Linked DNA regions of Mus musculus: regions 2 and 3 are each linked to region 1. The links are chromatin contacts, called in public HiChIP or PLAC-seq maps. All regions are on one chromosome and are shown on one strand. The core of a region is the stretch at or near the end of the contact, and the rest is flanking DNA. Distances in the headings are between cores, read along the strand shown.

The links. HiChIP or PLAC-seq counts read pairs in DNA pulled down with a chosen protein or histone mark.
Region 2: a contact with region 1 is called in a CTCF HiChIP or PLAC-seq map of the NIH/3T3 cell line, with 5 read pairs. The contact joins two enhancer-like sites.
Region 3: an H3K27ac HiChIP or PLAC-seq map of the NIH/3T3 cell line shows a contact between it and region 1, with 4 times the contacts expected there. The contact joins two enhancer-like sites. A contact is called at or near these places in 3 of 115 datasets of contacts at active chromatin or transcription factors (the 230-238 cell line, the NIH/3T3 cell line and thymic regulatory T cells).

What each region holds. Positions count from the first base shown.
Region 1 is chr4:102,509,520-102,513,476 of GRCm38.p6, reverse strand. The region is part of intron 5 of Pde4b (phosphodiesterase 4B, cAMP specific); the gene reads right to left. Gm52668 (a long non-coding RNA gene) reads left to right here. Exons shown (of 3, transcript XR_003955083.1): 2 at 44-114; 3 at 3,150-3,957. Among named protein-coding and RNA genes, the nearest start is that of Gm52668, 4.0 kb to the left of the region's middle. Within about 2 kb of position 1,651, at least 242 of the 459 cell types and tissues checked have an H3K27ac peak or open chromatin away from gene starts, as enhancers often do. A contact at or near this core is called in the NIH/3T3 cell line, where this site is marked.
Region 2 is chr4:103,345,435-103,349,391 of GRCm38.p6, reverse strand. All of the region lies in intron 7 of Oma1 (OMA1 zinc metallopeptidase), which reads right to left. Among named protein-coding and RNA genes, the nearest start is that of Oma1, 34 kb to the right of the region's middle. Within about 2 kb of position 2,326, at least 52 of the 459 cell types and tissues checked have an H3K27ac peak or open chromatin away from gene starts, as enhancers often do. A contact at or near this core is called in the NIH/3T3 cell line, where this site is marked.
Region 3 is chr4:103,187,341-103,191,297 of GRCm38.p6, reverse strand. Slc35d1 (solute carrier family 35 (UDP-glucuronic acid/UDP-N-acetylgalactosamine dual transporter), member D1) reads left to right here. Exons shown (of 12, transcript NM_001356276.1): 9 at 399-466; 10 at 1,433-1,511. Among named protein-coding and RNA genes, the nearest start is that of Gm46864, 26 kb to the left of the region's middle. Within about 2 kb of position 2,092, at least 25 of the 459 cell types and tissues checked have an H3K27ac peak or open chromatin away from gene starts, as enhancers often do. A contact at or near this core is called in the NIH/3T3 cell line, where this site is marked.

The DNA of each region.
Region 1 (3,957 bases), core at 402-2,901:
TACTCTGAGAATTTACTCTACAATAACAATAATATTTCTCCAGATAAGAAACCAAAGTTTTGGAGAATAATTTACTGGAGAGACTGATCCAGATTCCGAACTCAGTCCATCTTGGTAAGTTATTAAGTACCCATTCTGTAGCCCTGTGGTGGGTACTGAGAGAATGTTATCGTTTATTATGATAAGCTGCATGTATTTAGTCATTTTGCTTCTTTCTATTTCTTATAACTTTGTTACTTCATGCTGAAATGATAGCACAGGCTTCACTTCACGTGCTTTGAGCGTCACATGCCATCAAGGTTAGCCAGGGATTTCAGCACTGTGCGCATGTTCTGAGAGTCAGCAGAGATGTAGGCAAGCCTGAACAAAGCAAAGGAAGCAGCCGAGCTCCTCCGATGTTTCGGACTCAAGCTTGGGCAATCATTCACTGCTATTTGCTCATTCCATTAGTGTTTACTGGGCATCAGTTAGGTTTTACATTCTTAGTTGGAAGCCCAAAACTAGAGGATTTGTCTATGCATTTGAGATACTCATGCTTCGGTTAGGGAAGAAAACAAGATATTTCAAGTACTATTTTTGAGATTTTGAGACACTGATTAAAAGTTTCTGAGATAATAATTGAATAGGACATTATAGGGACATAATCTGAAGATGTCAGATAAGTAGTCTCAAATGATAAAAATGTACATTCCAGATGGAAATGGATAAATCATGTGGTATTTTCTAAATATATACTATATACCAGGCCTTTTATTGAAAATACATGTTTATTTTAATCGTCACTCAAGAATTGAAGAAGCAAAAAAAACATATACAGCCCTGGGAAAAGAGTCAGTGTGGAAAGATAGGAGGCAGGAGGCTGGCATATTTATCTCACACAACCATGAATTGAGCAATGTAGGGGTAAGGCAATAAGGGAGACAAGGACACATGCACTCACGCACACATGCATGCACGCACGCATGCATGCATGCACGCACGAATGCACATACACTCCCACACATGCACACTCACACACACCACCCAAAATCAAAACAAGACAATAACAAAACAATCAATAATGGGGCTTAGAAGAAGCATGCTAGATCAGAAAGAAGGTTGGGTCAGAACGTGCAAACACTGTGGACAACAAACCACGTTGGAAGATGACCATAATGTTTTGGGTACAGGAAAACAAAGTCCTTTATGCCGGGAGAGAAGAAAAGACTAGAAAGAAGTGGTTAAAGGAGCTGGCTGTCCTGGCAATGAGAGAGAAATGGATGAAGACGGTGCAGTTTTGGTTCTCCCAAGCCAGGAACTGCAGAACAAGGGAACAGAGCAGGGAGGACATGGAACCTGGGTCTCCACGTAACTCAAGAAGGGTTACCAAAAGTTTCAAGTGTCTAGCATTTCTATACACCCCAGTGATAAATAAAGGAAGGGAACCATCCATGGACTGGAGGGGCAAGGACTGTAGTAAGAAGTAAGTTTTATAGCCTGCATGGTAGATGAAGGGAGCCAGATCTGAAGAGATGATGAAGGTAGCTTTCTGGCTCTGAGCCTCAGTGGTAGAAAAGTCCAGGTGTGGAGCGAGTCCTTGGCAGACATTCCAGCTGCAGCTCAGGTAAACAGAGCCTGCAGGCATTCCCAGGAAGAGGCAGCTGTGTCCCGAAGGGCTTTTCTCCGACAGGCCTGGAAGCTGCTACGTGATCGGGCTTGAGGCGGGCAGCAGCTGGGGTTTGGGAGGACACAGGCACGTGGATAGCCTCCTGTGGGTACACTGCTGCAGATGAGACAGCCCTGAGAACCAGTTTGTCTTCCTGGCTTCCTCCTCCACCCTTCGCTACAGAGGCTCAGTGCCACAGCCCGAAACAGCTGCAGAAAGATTGATTCAGAGATGAGGGCTACAGCTTTGAGCCGTGCAGAGGCAGCAGAAAAGGCAATCTGTGTGCCTCTTTGAAGGACGCTGTTTGTTTAAGGATCCAAACGTCAAACAACTTCAGTAGCAGACAACAGTGATTTGGCTAGAACAATGTATGCCCCTGAATTAACATCAAGATGGGCTGAACAGAGCAAACTAGAGACTCCTTTTTTTCAAAGTTCAGTATCTTCCTCTATGGTCTCAATTACAGGAGATCCATTTGTGCACAAAACATTTAGGCAATAATATCTGGGTGTCTTTTGGAGTCTACTGTAACCAAAGAGAAAGAAAGGCCGGAACAAAATGCAAAGGGCAAAAAGAAACTGTTTGGAGACAGTCGGCTACAGTGTAAACTTTTCGTTCTCTCTCATAGCAAAACCTGATGGCTGTCTTTGAAAAAAAAAAAAAAAAGTGTCTGTATCTAGGTCCCTGGCAGTGATTTGCCTCTGGGAGGGCCAGCAATCTATTTAATGACTCCATTGACGTCAATGGCATAACTGAAATACTTACTAACATGCATGATTCCAGCTTTCAGGGGGAGGGGGTGGACAGTGTCTCTCAGCAGCGCGAAAACACGATGTGGAGTCTGTGAGGAACGGACTTGGCTCTTTCTGCAAATGCTAAGGGACTAGATGCTGCTGGTCCCCCAGGTCCTGATTAATATGAGGAAAAAAAACTTTTCCTGCTAAATGAAGAAATTAATTCTGAACAAGGGAACGTGGCCACTAATAAGCAAGACCTTATTTTTAGCTGTGTTTGCTCAAGGGAACAGTTTTTACCATTCTCACTTTAGCTGCCTTACTAATGATTTTGCAGTTAGCCATCCTTAAATTTAGACATATATGAAATCATTGCAAATCATTGCAGGCAGTTCAGCGTCCATGTTCTGGGGTAAATGTTTATAGGATGGCTATTTTAGACAAAACAGGCTCTTTCAAACCATTTGGGGCACTATCTTGAGAATTTCCCAGCTTTTCTGGTATAGTTCTATTTTATGACTTCTATTTGTATATAAAGGCTCTTTATATATGGGTGTAACTGAGCCGATTGTCCCAGAATTCCAGGTTACACACATCATACCGAACACTGAAGAAAATGTCTGCTATTTTTATTTTTCCCCTTTTCTTTTTTGTAATTTCCTTCGGGACCTCCTTTGTCCTGAGTGGCCAGGGTCTTTGATAAGATGGTTGATCTTATTTCTGTTTGCCCGTGTGTTGTAATCCTGCCTGACTGTTCTTGCTTAATGCAGAAACGAAGTAAAGGTTCAGCTTGTGCTGGCCTCCCTCTCCAGTCATCTGCCACGGATCAGTTTTCAAGCCTGAGCCATGGTCCTCAGAGAGACCTCTGCCCATATACAGCCGTCCCGCTCACATCCCAGGCCTGGCAGTTCTAGCAAAGCCTTGACTTTTCTGAGCTGTTCAGGGTCAGAGACCATGTACTGAGCCCCTGTTCTATTTCTTGAGCAAAATGTGCATCTGGCACATCTACTTGAATCTCAGAAATAGTCAAAGCTAAGTGAAGATGAGTGAGGAGTCATGTGGAGAAACAGGCTTCCTGAAAGGAGGTCTCTTCTACTCTTCATCAGTTGTATCATCATTCCTTCCAGAGTGGCCCTGAAGTGATGCTAGAAGACATGGCCTCCCTGGAGCTTGGGAAAAACCTTAATTAAGGCTGCTGTTGAGATAGGTCAGCACATTTTGTGCTTTACTGGAAGACTTCTGCTTCCTCATCCTATTTCTCCAAATACATTCTTTCCTTGAAATATATTTTAATTGACTCATGTTGGAAATCACTACAGTTAATGCTACAGACACCCAAGCTGTAGTCTGCGGTAGTCTGGCTTGGAGATCTCCGGGCAGCTCTTCAGATATCTCATCGACATGGTTGGCTGCCATTTTGGATGATCCATGAACTTCTGGGTTACTTTAAAAACAGCTCTATTACAAGTGGTGATAGTCATGATTTGCACCAATGGCTCTTAGTAAATTTTAGATGAAATAGTATGATAGAATACCCTACTCCACACGTTATTCTGGCTGCCACAAAATTCTATACTT
Region 2 (3,957 bases), core at 1,077-3,576, 840 kb before region 1:
ACTGCGGGCATTGCACAGACATGGTGCATAGAAAACATACAGGCAAAAGTTACATATATAAAATAAAAATAATAAAATCTTTTTAAAAAAAAAAGACAGGATCTCTCTATGTATCCCTGGCTGACATGGAACTTGCTCATATACCAGACTGGGGTTAGACTTACAGAGCTCTGCCTGTCTCTGGCTCCAAGTGCTGAGTTTAAAAGTGTGTGCCATCATACTTGGCATAAAATCTTTTTTTAAAATTACTATCTAATAGAAGAGAATCCATTTACCAAGTTTGTGGGAGTACATGAAGAAAAGATAAGGCTCTTTCTAGACTACCTTTCCTTATTCAAGTAGAGCCGGTGATGATCACAAGTCCCAGGTCAAATAAGGGCAGATGTTGGTGGGAAATGTGTTCTAGAATACTGCAGAGTCAGAGGAATGTCGAGACCACAGGGTCTACAACCAGTAAGACATGTGACTGAAATCCTGTCTACTTATTTAATTAAAAATGAACTATAAGTAGACTACAAGCATTGACTATGTATTCAGTCTTCATAACAACTTTAGGTGATGAGTGATGCTATTTTACATCAGTTTACAGAGCAGATGAGGAGAGTGAGGGACTGAGTCACAATCTGAACTCCAATAGCCAGGTGCCAGTTAGTGCCCTAGACCAACAATTCAGTCTCTGAGACCACCAAATACACCCTCTGAAACTTAATGTGCAGATCATCAGAATGAAAAGCAGCCAGTCTAGAACCCAGAACACATGTCTCTGTCCTTCTTTCCCAGAGTAGCCAGGTGCCTATGATAATTATAAGATGCTATGTCTAGTCATAAGAGATAGTGTTATAAATTCATAAATAACAAAGGATATAGTTAAATCCAGAGTATAATAACAATATGCATGAATATGCAGTAAAAGACATTAATTGATAATGAATCTCTTTTATTTGATTATAAACTCAACAGGGTATGATATCCATAAGGCATACAGTACTATAATAACCATCCTTAAAACCTGTACATTTCCCAACACCAACACACCAGAGAAAGACCAAGCTGAGACTACATCTATCTCACCTATGACCAAAATGGTCACTACCAAGTACAAACTGAAAGGGGCTCTGAACTCTTAGCCATCACCCCTTCAAAAGGAAAAGCCTGAGATTAGCATGGAGTCTTTTTTGAAGGCCAGTAGCATTGTGCATCTGAACCAGATGTTCTAGCATCCTCTCTGTATCCCACACAGACGTGTCAGAGGCAGGTCAATAACCTGACAGTACTACAAAGGACTGTTACAGAATGGCCAAGAGCTGGGAAAATACGCTAAGAATGGTATGATATTTAAAGGGAACAAAACATGTATAAGAACAGGCATCTTTTAGAGGTGATGCTTCCAGCAGCTTGGAAGAAAGAAGGTCCGCATCCCACAGGAATGCACCTCCTCTCGGAGCAGGGAGAAACCCACCATCAGTGAGAGATGCCCATGTCATTTAACTTCTCTTTTGTCGAGTTTCATTTGTAAAACCAAGAATGTAACAGTGCCTGTCCCTCAAGGCTGAAATGAAAAGTACAAGAATTACTACATGTAACCCACTTAGGACAGGACCCACACATAAACATTACTGAGACTAACTGTAAACAGCATGGCCAGCGTCACCTGAGCAGTCCTTCTCCGTGCATGGGCTCAGGTGTCCCCGTCCTGAAGGCATGCCTGCACTGTCCTCAGCATCTCCCGGAAGCAAGCTCCCTTCATCTGCACACACAGCCTCAGCCTGTCCCAGTGTATCTCCTGTCTACAGTCACTCTTCTTCTGTAAGTCACTTGTCCTTTACAAGTTTTTCCAGTCAATAATTTAAAACTGCTCTTCTCTGATCAAACGTGATATAAAAACTTACTTGTAGCTGAGTCATTCTCAGGATTTGTCAATAGAAATTGTTACTTATCAGTAACACCTAGTGTGTGCCAGCACAGAGGAGAAATGGGTTGTTATTTCATGGTTCGGTAACTGCAAGTCCTTGCCTACATCTTCTGTATCGTCTGCCTGCCACTGTGCCGGTTCACCGGTCAGTACCGATGGTAAAGTTCTGGATGAATTTTACACACACTTCTTTTCTGTCTCTTGTAGTCTTATTGAGTCATAAGACTCAGTGCTCAATGCAAATCCAACAACGAATAATCAAGTTAATCCTCATTTTCTGGGGAGAATAGATTCAAAACAAAACTTGGGCACAGCGTGTGTGTTGTGGAAGTTACTATATAACATGTCTCTGGAACAAGACTTTTCTTTGTTTGCTGTTGATTCATTCTTAAATGAGTAATCTAAGAACCTAGGCACTCATCCAAGTACAACAAAAAGGCGTTCGCTGTGATGAAGACTCAGCACTAACCTGGAAGACAAGGGTCAGGAGTCTTGCTACTAACGAAGTATGCTATTAGGTAAATCACATCACCACTTTGGACTCTAGTTTCCCTGCCTGTAAAAGGAGAAGTTGAGTTAAGTTAGCTCCAGTTTTCCTCCCTGGGCCCAACACTTATGGTTCTATAACCTACTGTTTTTGTTTGTTTGTTTGTTTGTTTGTTTTGTTTTTGGTTTTTTGTCACCTTCCTCATCTGTGAATGTGAGTAGAGGAACTCAATTGGATTTTTTTTCCTTTTTTAAAAATATTTTATTAGGTATTTTCCTCATTTTCATTTCCAATGTTATACCAAAAGTCCCCCATGCCCTCCCCCCCACTCCCCTACCCACCCACTCCCACTTTTTGGCCCTGGCGTTCCCCTGTACTTAGGCATATAAAGTTTGTAAGACCAAGGGGCCTCTCTTCCCAATGATAGCCGACTAGGCCATCTTCTGCTACATATGCAGCTAGAAACACGAGCTCTGGGGTACTGGTTAGTTCATATTGTTGTTCTACCTATAGGGTTGCAGATCCCTTTAGCTCCTTGGGTATTTTCTCTAGCTCTTCCATTGGGGGCCCTGTGATCCATCCAATAGCTGACTGTGAGCATACAGGAGTCTTAAACTTTTGGGTTCTTATTTCTGTGATAAAGGGGATTCTGCTATTACCCACTTTACTCACTAGATGGTGCTATGAGCACAGTTATCTCAGGTCACTAGCAGAAAACAGTAATGCTTCCAGAAGGATCCTTAGCAATTCTGGGGCTGGACAATCTCTCCCAGGGAGGGCTCTCAAACCACTCTTGTGTATTTATCATCCTTACCTCCCACCCACTAAACAAATAACACATCCACGCCTCCCCAGTCTCCGTAATAATCAAAAGCAATCACACATAATGCCCTCCAAGGAGCCTGCCCCCAATTTAGAAGCATTAAAAGAAAATTAGCTTTCTCTTTTTAGATTTCAGTACGGATACTCAGAAATGAATATAGATGGTTTGGTTGCTTGTGAAATTAAAAAATACAGTCATTTCTACAAATGACTGCCAAGTGTCAAAATTTCCTCACAATGACAAATGAATATACATATCAAAAAAATCAAACAGTCAAATATCCTTTGCCCAGCTGATTTGAACTGTTTATTCTATGCTCAGTCCACAGTAGACTTACAAGTTAATCACTAATTCTAAATTAAGCATTCTGATCATTTTCATAATGATAACTCACAGCTCTCCCAAATAAAAACGTAAGCATATAAAACTGACATCTTCACAGCAACAGCAGAGCCGAGGCACAAAGTATCTTAAGGAGACAGAGCCTGTTTGAAGAAATGCTTACATGTTACTTATGGAATTTTCTATATTCTGTTTGCTCCTTGGCCTCAGATCTGTGAGCAACAGATCTACCTCACAGAAAGGTCCCCTTAACCACACTCACAAGTTCCATGCAGAATTGTAATGACAACTTAGAGCAGTCAGGCCGACTATGTAAGGTGTGGGTGTCTGTCCCTGGGTCAGCACATTTGCTCTCTCACAGGTGGGTAACAAAGGAAGCTAAGCTACAAATCA
Region 3 (3,957 bases), core at 843-3,342, 680 kb before region 1:
CATGTGTGGGAAATACTCATAGTGGCTGGAAGAGAGTGCCAGATTCCCTGAAGGCAATCAAACTCAGGTCTTCTAAAAGACCAACAACTGTTCTTTGTCATTAGACCATATTTCCAGTCCTCCTCTCTAACCAAGCTCATATCCCCTGCCCTTTTTAGAAATAATTGACCCAGTCCAGTTTATCTTGCCCATATACTCATAGGTGTGGGACCATCCGTCAGTGGCCACACCCTTAAAGTATTCTCTCTGTCCCCTAACATTTGAAACTCTTGAGTATCACTCTCAGTCCTTGGAGTGATGTAGCAGGGAGGTGACAACTGCACACAGGGACTTCAGGGAATGAATGAGAGCTGTTTGGAGGGCCTGCTCTGAACCCAGTGCTTTCTTGTGTGTTACAGGCAATGGAGTTTGAGGGCTGGGCTGACACCCTGTTCCTGCTGCAGTTCACCCTCTCCTGTGTGATGGGGTAAGCCTTTAATACATTCTTATCAGATAATTTCCTAGAGAAGTAGGTATCAGAAATTTGTCGTAGAGTTCTCCTTTCTTGTTTCTGAGTGTCTTGTTCAGTTTCCTGAGTGCCTTACCTTCAAGATCCTGGTGGCTTTATATCCCCCTGGGAATATACTAAACTGATGCCAAGCCACACCCAGATGGATGGAGAAATGAAATGGATATTTATCTATCATCCCGCCCTGTGGTAACAGCCACTATATTTCCATTTATGTCATTTAATTTTCCTCAACATTGACATATGTCATTGACCCTCATATACAAGAAAGCAGGCTCTGAGTTTAATTATCCTAGTTTGCTTGCTTACTGGCTGGTAGTGGTGGTATCTCAATTTGGGGCTGCTTGACTTCTGTGTGAAAGGAGAGAAGGTCTTTGTAGTTCCCAGCTGTGTTTTCTTGAGTTGGTCTCTTTGGTTGCAGCTCATGTCTAGACATGCACACAGGAGACAGGGCTTCAGAAGCCTCCATGATCTGGGCACTAGAAATAGTGTCGAATAGCTGTTGAGCAGACCAGCCATCTCCTCTTAAATTCTCATTTTGTTTTCTTCCATTATTAAGAAGCTCTCTTGCCTTCATACTGGTCATGGTCACTTTATCCCAATGGCAAGTGCCCAGATGACAGGGGCCTAGGAGCCCTGAGCATTCTGTCTGCCTTGCATGAGTTAGCAAGAAGGATGTTCTTTAAAGAGCCCTCATCGTTGTGAATGAGCTGTTCATGGTTTTGGTAGCAGAGAGAACCCCTAGTCAGAAAAGAGATGCATGTTTCTCTTGAGTGCGGTTTCAGAAATCTGAAGCTGTTGAGAGGCACGAAAAGCTCTCAGTTGCTCAGAGCCTGCCTGGCCTTCACTGGTTATGTCTCTTAGTGAGGGACTGTGGGACAGCAAGCTCTCACCCATAACAGAGCCTTTCCTTCTCTGTCCTAGGTTCATCTTGATGTATGCTACAGTACTCTGTACTCAATATAACTCTGCTCTTACCACAACGATAGTTGGCTGCATTAAGGTGAGATGAAATAGCAATACTGTTTCTTTTTGGAATTTGCTTTATTTAAAAATTGTTCCTCTAAATTAAAAATCTGGGGCCAGTGAGACAGCTTAGCTGGTAAGCATGCTGCCTGCCCAGTCTGATGGTGTGAGTTCTTGAGAGCTCACAGATTAGAAGGTGAGAATTGACTCTGACCTCGTTTACATACCATGAGATGAGTGCCACCCAAAATAAGTAAGTAAAAACTGTTAAGAAAAAACCCTTAATTAATATTTGGCTATGGAGACAAGCTGGCCCAGCAGGTAAAAAACACTTGCTCTGTAAGCCTGACGGCCTGAGTTTGATTCTTAGAATGCCTGTGAAAGTGGGAGGAATTGTCATGTGCCCCTCCCTATCTATGCACAGCAATATTAATAAAGTAATTACATTTTTAAAAGAGTCTGTCAGTAGCCTAAGTCTCAGCCTTATTCCTACTTGCTGGCGTAGTAGCTTGACATGTGGTGGTAATTTCTAAATCAGTTTGTAAGAACTTAGCAAGGGCATAGCTCTACTTGAAGGTGACTTAGCTCTGGGGAATGTGGGGAAAGTTAGACACATTAGTTACTGTAGAGGAAGAAAGGGGGAGGAGGCTGTTTCTGTGACAGAGTGATAAACACATCTCTTCACTCCAAGCCCTAAGTTTCTTTGGGAGGTGGGGCTTGCCAGGAACCAATCAAGGTGGGTTTCTTGTGTCTGAGTTGCCCTCACATGCCTGTGGATTTATGTCTGAGGCTCCTAAAAGCTGTGCCTGACATCCCCAGGCGTGTTTTCCTCTTGATGCATTTTACTAAGGGCGAATCATTTGTCTCAGACAGAAAAGCCCAGTTAACTTGGTATTGCTAAAGCTAATCAAAACCCGGGACCTCATTGGCCAGACTTAGTCGTTCTAGCTTTTCATTTTTAAGAATACCTCAGATATTCCCATTCCTCAGCAGTTAGCAAAGTGAGCCAGCTTTCTGAAAGAGGCCAGACCGGGAGAGGCAGGTCTGTGATCATTTTGAAAGAACAGGGCATTTGCCACTCTGATGCCCTTGTCAGAGTGAGGGAGGGGAAGGGAATACAGAGGGAAGGTTGGAGCTATGTTCAAATTGTTCTCTGTTCAGTGGCGTAGGACTCATCGAACTGAGGGGAAACTGCACTGGGTTAAAACTCCTGACAATCTGTAGCTCCCCATCATGGAGTCAGAGTTGGACATGAATGGAACAACAAATGTAACAAGTCAATTGCATGAAATCTCTCAGAAAGCGTGTATAGAGACAGTCTGTACTGAAGGGCCTGGAGCAGCCAACCCTAAACTACTTCTCAGCTGGGTTCTGCTTTGTAAATACACATTCCAGAGCAGAGTGGATGATAGCAAGAACACAGGCGGTCAAGACTCAGTACCATATCTTCAGCCCAGGAGAAGAACAGGCAGGAAGAGACCACAATTCATTGAAACTACTCAGTCTGTTTGCTTCGATTTTTGGACCACTTTGCCATGGTCAGCCAAGGGTACCCATGCCCCGTGATCACATGGCCATCTGTGCTTCCCATCACACCTACCTTCTGTCGGTTTCATTTTAAGCTCAAGGGAGGAGTAAATGATTGGTTAGTTCACTGTTGTTTTTGCTACTGTCTGCTGTGTGGTCTTACAAGTAAAGTATGAGAATTTTCCTACCATGGCTGGCCACAGTCTTGGGAGCCACAGCGGACCTTCTGATGAAATAGTGTTGATCACAGCTTTCAGAGATCAGCCGTCATTTTCCTAAGTTGTCTTAAGCTTCCACGTAAGGATCTCAGCCTCACAAAACCTTAGATTGGATTCCGTGTTTCCCTCAGTATGCTAGGAAAGTCCCTTAGAAGAGCTAGTTACAATAGCAATTCTTAGCCCCGCCCTGGGTATACCAAATCTCATTTTGAAAAGCAAAGCCTAGACCCTTAGCTACATACAAATTGGGAGTTGCAGTCTTAGCTTTGAGTTAATATGATGCTTTTTGGTACTTCCCGGTCATTTCTGTGGGGAAGAGATTGCTTAACATACTTTACTGTGTCCTTGTTTGTTTCCTAATTTGTGGTTGTGAGCAGTGAGGGTTGGGTCCTCTGTCCCCTCCTGTCCCCTGTGCACACTATGCATATCAGTCGCTTCATCCAATGAGAGGTCCTATCCCATTCCTTTCTAAGATACCTGATACCCTTGTTTACTTTATGCTTAATTTTGTCTTTCCACTCAAACAATAAGAAAGTCTGCTCTATGTGACCAACATTAGAAAGTGCTGATTATTTCTGAATCCCCTCCCAAAGGGCATTTCATTACAGAGACAGTTTTAAGGTTGGTTTAATGCGTTTTATACCCACCCTTATGCTACAGATCAAATCCAGGAGTCTGCACATGCCAGGCAAGTGCTCTAGCACTGAGCTGCACCCCAGGCCTGGCCTTGAACCTCAG